Linked DNA regions of Anser cygnoides: region 1 is linked to region 2. A link is a contact called in public Hi-C data. All regions are on one chromosome and are shown on one strand. The core of a region is the stretch at or near the end of the contact, and the rest is flanking DNA. Distances in the headings are between cores, read along the strand shown.

Region 1 (2,700 bases), core at 124-2,623, 200 kb before region 2:
AGCTTTGAGGAGGATGGAATATGATGCACCTACTCAGACTGCCTGTCTAAACTTTTAATTTGTGTAGGTGTCACTTATGCAGATGTTATGGTTAAAGTTAAGAATGTGTGATAACAGTAGTCTATCTGATTTACAAGGCGCAGTAGACAGTGAAAGTACCTGCACAAATGTCCCTGGGGACAATTTAATGCCAAATAACACTGATATTAGAACATTTGGACCTGCCAATTCAATTTGCACCACATTGCAATAAACCTTAAGAGCAGAAACAACTGTTTTGTGCCCTGTTCCAGCAGAAAAATTCTGTTCACTCCAAAATACCAACATAGAGATCATTCATTGTACCTAGATATTATCATATCAGTTTTTCTAGCTTATGTTCATAGTTATCTCTAATTACTGAAATGCATACATTCTTTTAACTGTTTATTTGTTTTGCTGCAGGTAGTCCATTCGAGTTTTATATCAAGGAAAAGATTTTGGGTTAGGCCAAATGAAGAGGACTGTGTATTTGAGAAAATAAGAGAAGAGGACCTGTGACAACTTATTCTAAATACTGCCTATCAAAATGAAATATCTGGGAATAATAAACCCATTGCTGAAAGCTTGAAAAATACTGAAAAAAGCCTTCAGTGTCATTCTTTGCCTTTGCAGGGTTTTTTTCTATAGAATCTATAACTCTAGTGAAATATTCTTTACAGTTAGATGGGTGTTGTTACTCTGGAAACATCTTGCATACATGCCTTTTTTTTTTGTGTGGTTTATCTTTTTTTTCCAGACTGAAATTGTGGGGAAGAAAGGGAGGGAGTTGTTAGAAAATAATTAGAAAATGTTAAGGTATTAGAGGAGGAAAAAGCATTAACCGTATCAGTTTGTTTCTGTGAGCAGCGGTGTAATTAACGTGTGAAGGCTGAGCAGCCTGTTGCTGGAACAGGCCCGTGGTTCCTGTGATCATTCCTCAAGTATTTGTATATTCAACAGTGCCTCAGAAACTAAGCGTTGTGTACGGATGGGGCTGGTGTGAGCAGGCACAGGAGGCAGCACGATATGAAGGCAGACACGGCGTTAGCCCCATCAGGCTGCTGGCTGCTGTGAGAAGGATGAAGTGCCCGAGCTGTGGTACTCCGTTCTTCTTACTGCCCTTGCTTCGAAAGGCAGCATCGGCTGAGAGAACAGGGACGTGATAAGTAAAAATAAGTCCCGTTTTAATGTTCTTAGGAAAGTTGAATAACTTAAGCCCGTTCTTGACAGGAGCTCAGTGAAGAACTCAGCTTCCCATGAGCTCAGTGACGAGAAGACTCCCGGCACCGTCCCTCCTCTCTCCTGCCCCTCTCAGCCTGGTTTCAGGGCGGGCCCCGTCCCCCTGGCGGCACCCCCCGGCGGGGCAGAGCCCGGCCGCCCCGTCACGGCCGCCATTTCCCGCTGCACCCCGGCGGCGGCGGCCTCCGCCCGGCAGGGGCCGCCCGCGTCCCCTCCGCCGCCCCCGCTGCGTGCCGAGGAGCGGCCGGCGGCAGGCAGGTGGTGAGGCGGCTGCGGCGGGGCCTTGGGGGGGAGAGGGGCCGCGTCCGTCGGTCGGGCTGGCGGGGGACGAGCGGTGTCCGTCGGTCTGTCCGGGGCGGGATCCGCCGAGGTGGGCGCCGGGCGGTGGGGAGGGGACCCTCGGAGGGAGGCGGATGCCAAGGGAATGGAGGGGCTGGAGCGCGGGGGCTGTGAGGGGCGGCTGAGGGAGCTGGGGTTGTGCAGTCTGGGGAAGAGGAGGCTCAGGGGAGACCTCATTGCTCTCTGCAGGTACCTGAAAGGAGGGTGTGGGGAGCTGGGGGTCGGCCTCTTCTCACAGATAACTAGTGATAGGACTAGAGGGAATGGCCTCAAGTTGTGCCAGGGAAGGTTTAGGTTGGAAATGAGGAGACATTTCTTCTCAGAAAGAGCAGTCAGGCATTGGAATGGGTTGTCCAGGGAGGTGGTGGCGTCACCGTCCCTGGGGGTGTTCAAGGAAAGGTTGGACGTGGTGCTTAGGGACACGGTTCAGTGGGTGACATTGGTGGTAGGGGGATGGTTGGGCCAGGTGATCTCGGAGGTCTTTTCCAACCTTAAATGAGCCTATGATAAATGAAATCAAAAGGTAACATATATCTGCCAGTAGTGTTTTTTGTTAGCTAGCTAGCCTCAGATTGTCTTCGATGAAATAATTATTGTTTTTAAGGGAAATTAAGTAGTTCTCTTTTTTTTTTTTTTCTAGACAGTAAAGTTTCTGATCAGCTGCTGCACAGGAAATTGTTATTGTGCTGAAAAGATAGGGATAACACCAGAATTAAAAAGTGGATGGGGAAGTAGCTAGAGACAGATTGTGGTGAGTAACATTGAGAAGAAAACCATCGAGTCTGGGTATAAAAGGAGATTATAAAAGTAGTTATTTGAAGATCCATCTTGAGACCAGTCTTATTAAATACTTAATAAAGATGTTGATGTAACAATTAAAACTTACTGTTTAAATTTGGTAGTGGTGAACGAGTTGGGAGGCACCGGCAATATAGAAGAGGGTAACAGTACTATGTAGGAAAAATTGGATGATCCTAGGAACTACAGAATGAAAGAAGTCTAATACTAAAATAAAATGCAGTAATTTAAAGGGCAAGATTTTGCAGTTGTAAACTCATAAGCACACAATTTACAGAAAAAATATTATTTTAAAGCATCGCA
Region 2 (2,700 bases), core at 59-2,558:
CTCTCATAGTAGCAAATCACCTTCATATGTTACCTATAACTTATCTAAAATGAACTTGAGGAACAATAAATATTTGCGGTTTTCCTAATTTTGTATTTAAGTTACGCATAATAAAAATACATTCAAGATTTTAGACAGCTTGCCTGTTTTTCCATGCTGCTGTGTATAAATAAAGCTAAACATAACTTTTGAGTGCTAGAATAAAACACAAGCAAGAGAAACGACAGGTGAAAGGCAGCGCTATTCATACTGATTCGCACTCCCCCAAATTTACTGCCTGTGTCCTCTTCGCCACGGTTTTCGTAAGTGTGAGCTGGTGCGAAGAGTTTTAAGCAGAGGAGAAAATAAAGCCTGAACCATAGCTTCACTTGATAATGCATATCAAGTAATTAACATTCCGGAAAGTAAACAAATAAAAATCAACCGATAATGTTTCTCCGGGCTCGTTTTATTTTTAAGACGGATTTGTCGAGCCGATACTGTAAAACTGGTCTACTAATTATACCGCCATGAAAAAGACAATTAAAGTTAATTATGTGAAAACAAGGTCTCAATGAAATCACGCAATTGCTTGATTGTTGCCATCGTTTAACTGTTCTCTCGGAAAAAAATAGGTTTTATCAGGTGCCTCGGTTCCTTGCTCCGTTTCTGTCAAAGCCTTCCTTCAAGAGCAGCGCTATCGTGATAGAGCCCAGCTTTGAAGGGCTGATAAACGCCAGTCCGGGGGTGCTCAGAGGGTTGGGAACATGTGGGACTTCCCCGTAGCGGAAAAAAATCCGGAGGAGTAGCACTGGTCGGCAGCCAGAGTAAGGGTTCGTGGCTGCGGGATGAGGTGCGCAGGGTGCTCGGGGGAAGGCAAGGCGCTCGTAGCCTGCCCGTCAGGGCGTTGCGGGGTCTCTCGCATTATTTCGTTTTAAAATTAAGGTCCTCAGTTTTTTTTCTGCCCGCTTGTGACGCGTTTTGTTAAATGGTGTTGTTTGGTGTGATGTTTCTGTATGTCGCATTAAGCACCATAACTATAATTTGTTAAATTCCCTGTATGTTTTTTTTTCTTTTTTTTTTTTTTTTCACCCGGGTACCACAAGTTCCTGGGGGCTTGAGAGAGACAGACCTCGCACCTTCTGTGTGCCGCTTCACGGAGCTAGCAAGCTGCCCTTTTCACAGAAAAAGCGTTTTTTTTTTTTTTTTTCTATAGATAAACACAACTATTTGAGGAAGAAATTCTCCTGATACACGTGGAATAGATACTACTACACAAAGCCCTTTGGGAAATCGATTTCTTTTCGATCAGTTTCTATTAATTTCTCCTTTTAAAATGGAAGTCTCTGGCATATTTCCCCCTTTCTCTTTTTATCCGTAACGGTTACCTTGTAGTCACGTAAAACAGTACTCTTTATATGCAAATATCCCCATTTCCCCCGCTTTGGATGAGCAGATTTTAAATTCGCCTTTCCTCCGGCCCCCTTTGGCTGCGAGGCTTCGCCGCCTCCTCAGTGCGACGCCGCTCCCTGAACGGGCTCCGAGCGGCGGGGCAGAGCTCGCCCAGCCCACGAATTGGAAGTACGGCTGAATTTCGGCGTTAATTTAGAAAGCTTCTAGTTTTCTGCTTTGGATGTAGGCATTACTCTTAGTCACGCACAACAGTTTAAAATCTCTTTCTCATCTGATGTCGTTTCTGGTGGAGGAAATAAAACGTAAACGGGGGGGGAAAAATAAATAAATAAAAAAAAAATAGAGGTAACCTGTGGTAAATCTCGTCTCAACGAGGTGAGGGAGAATGATACCCAGAAGGAGGAGGACACAATGACAATTTATTCGGCCTCTGTGTGACAAGCAGCGGCTTTCCCCGCTCCTTTTCCTCGCTGCTGCGAGGCCTGCGGCTCCCCCCGCCCACTGTGGAGCCCCCAGGTGTGTGGGTGTGTGCAGCCGCACGGAGCTCAGGAAATGCGGGCACCTAATTACTCATTTTTTAATGTACAGTTTAAGTAAAAGTACTGCAAAACGTAGGCGTCATCACTGGCATCTCCCACCCGACTGACAGATGATTTAACCGAGGCAAACGCTCCGCGATTATCTCGTTCCCGAGCAGTCGGATACAAACGCACTAATTAATTTGAATTAATTGGCACCCTTATAACTCAAGCTCAAAGGTTCGGGTACAGATAACGTTCTGCATCTGTAAAAGCCTAGCCATGATCGACCAGCGCCTGTGAAGGGCACCCCTCAGCCCTCACCCCCCGCTCCTAGCGGCTCCTGAGGAGAAGCAGAAAGGCTCTAGCTGAGGCGGGAAAGCCTCGCCCCCAGCATCTCCTGAGGAGAGGCAGAAAGGGACGGGGGAGCTGAGGGAGAGAGGGACAACGTCGGGGGGATCTTATGGTGGGCTGAGTGCGGCGGGAGCCGCGGCGTTGAAGTGTAAACGCGAGGGGAAAGGCGAACCTCGCCGGTGCCCTGCAGCGGAGCGGGTTCTCCTCAGGCACCCGCCCCGCAGACGCCTGAGGGCGGCGGGGGCGGGGAGGCGGCGCGGAGCGGTTGGTAAAGGCGGGCGGTTCAAACCCAAGCGAGGGAAAGCAGCGGCGGTGGCTGCACGCGAGGAGCCGCTTGGCTTCCCCTCCACCCACAGCGCCTCCTCACTAAGGGCAACGGGCTCCGGAGCCGGGCGGCGAGCCGCTGAGGCGGCAGGATCCCCGCCTTCTCCAGCCA

What was found. Hi-C and Micro-C count contacts between places; a contact is called where the count stands out from the background.
Region 1: a Hi-C map of liver shows a contact between it and region 2, with 4 times the contacts expected there. The contact joins the promoter of ANKRD46 here to the promoter of FBXO43 in region 2. A contact is called at or near these places in 4 of 7 Hi-C or Micro-C datasets (granulosa cells and liver).

Annotation. Positions count from the first base shown.
Region 1 is chr2:141,610,790-141,613,489 of Taihu_goose_T2T_genome, reverse strand. ANKRD46 (ankyrin repeat domain 46) reads left to right here and starts at 1,373. Exons shown (of 4, transcript XM_066990618.1): 1 at 1,373-1,521. It overlaps SNX31 (sorting nexin 31), which reads left to right. Exons shown (of 14, transcript XM_048068730.2): 14 at 445-781. The coding sequence ends at 540.
Region 2 is chr2:141,413,746-141,416,445 of Taihu_goose_T2T_genome, reverse strand. FBXO43 (F-box protein 43) reads left to right here and starts at 1,308. Exons shown (of 6, transcript XM_013180050.3): 1 at 1,308-2,700.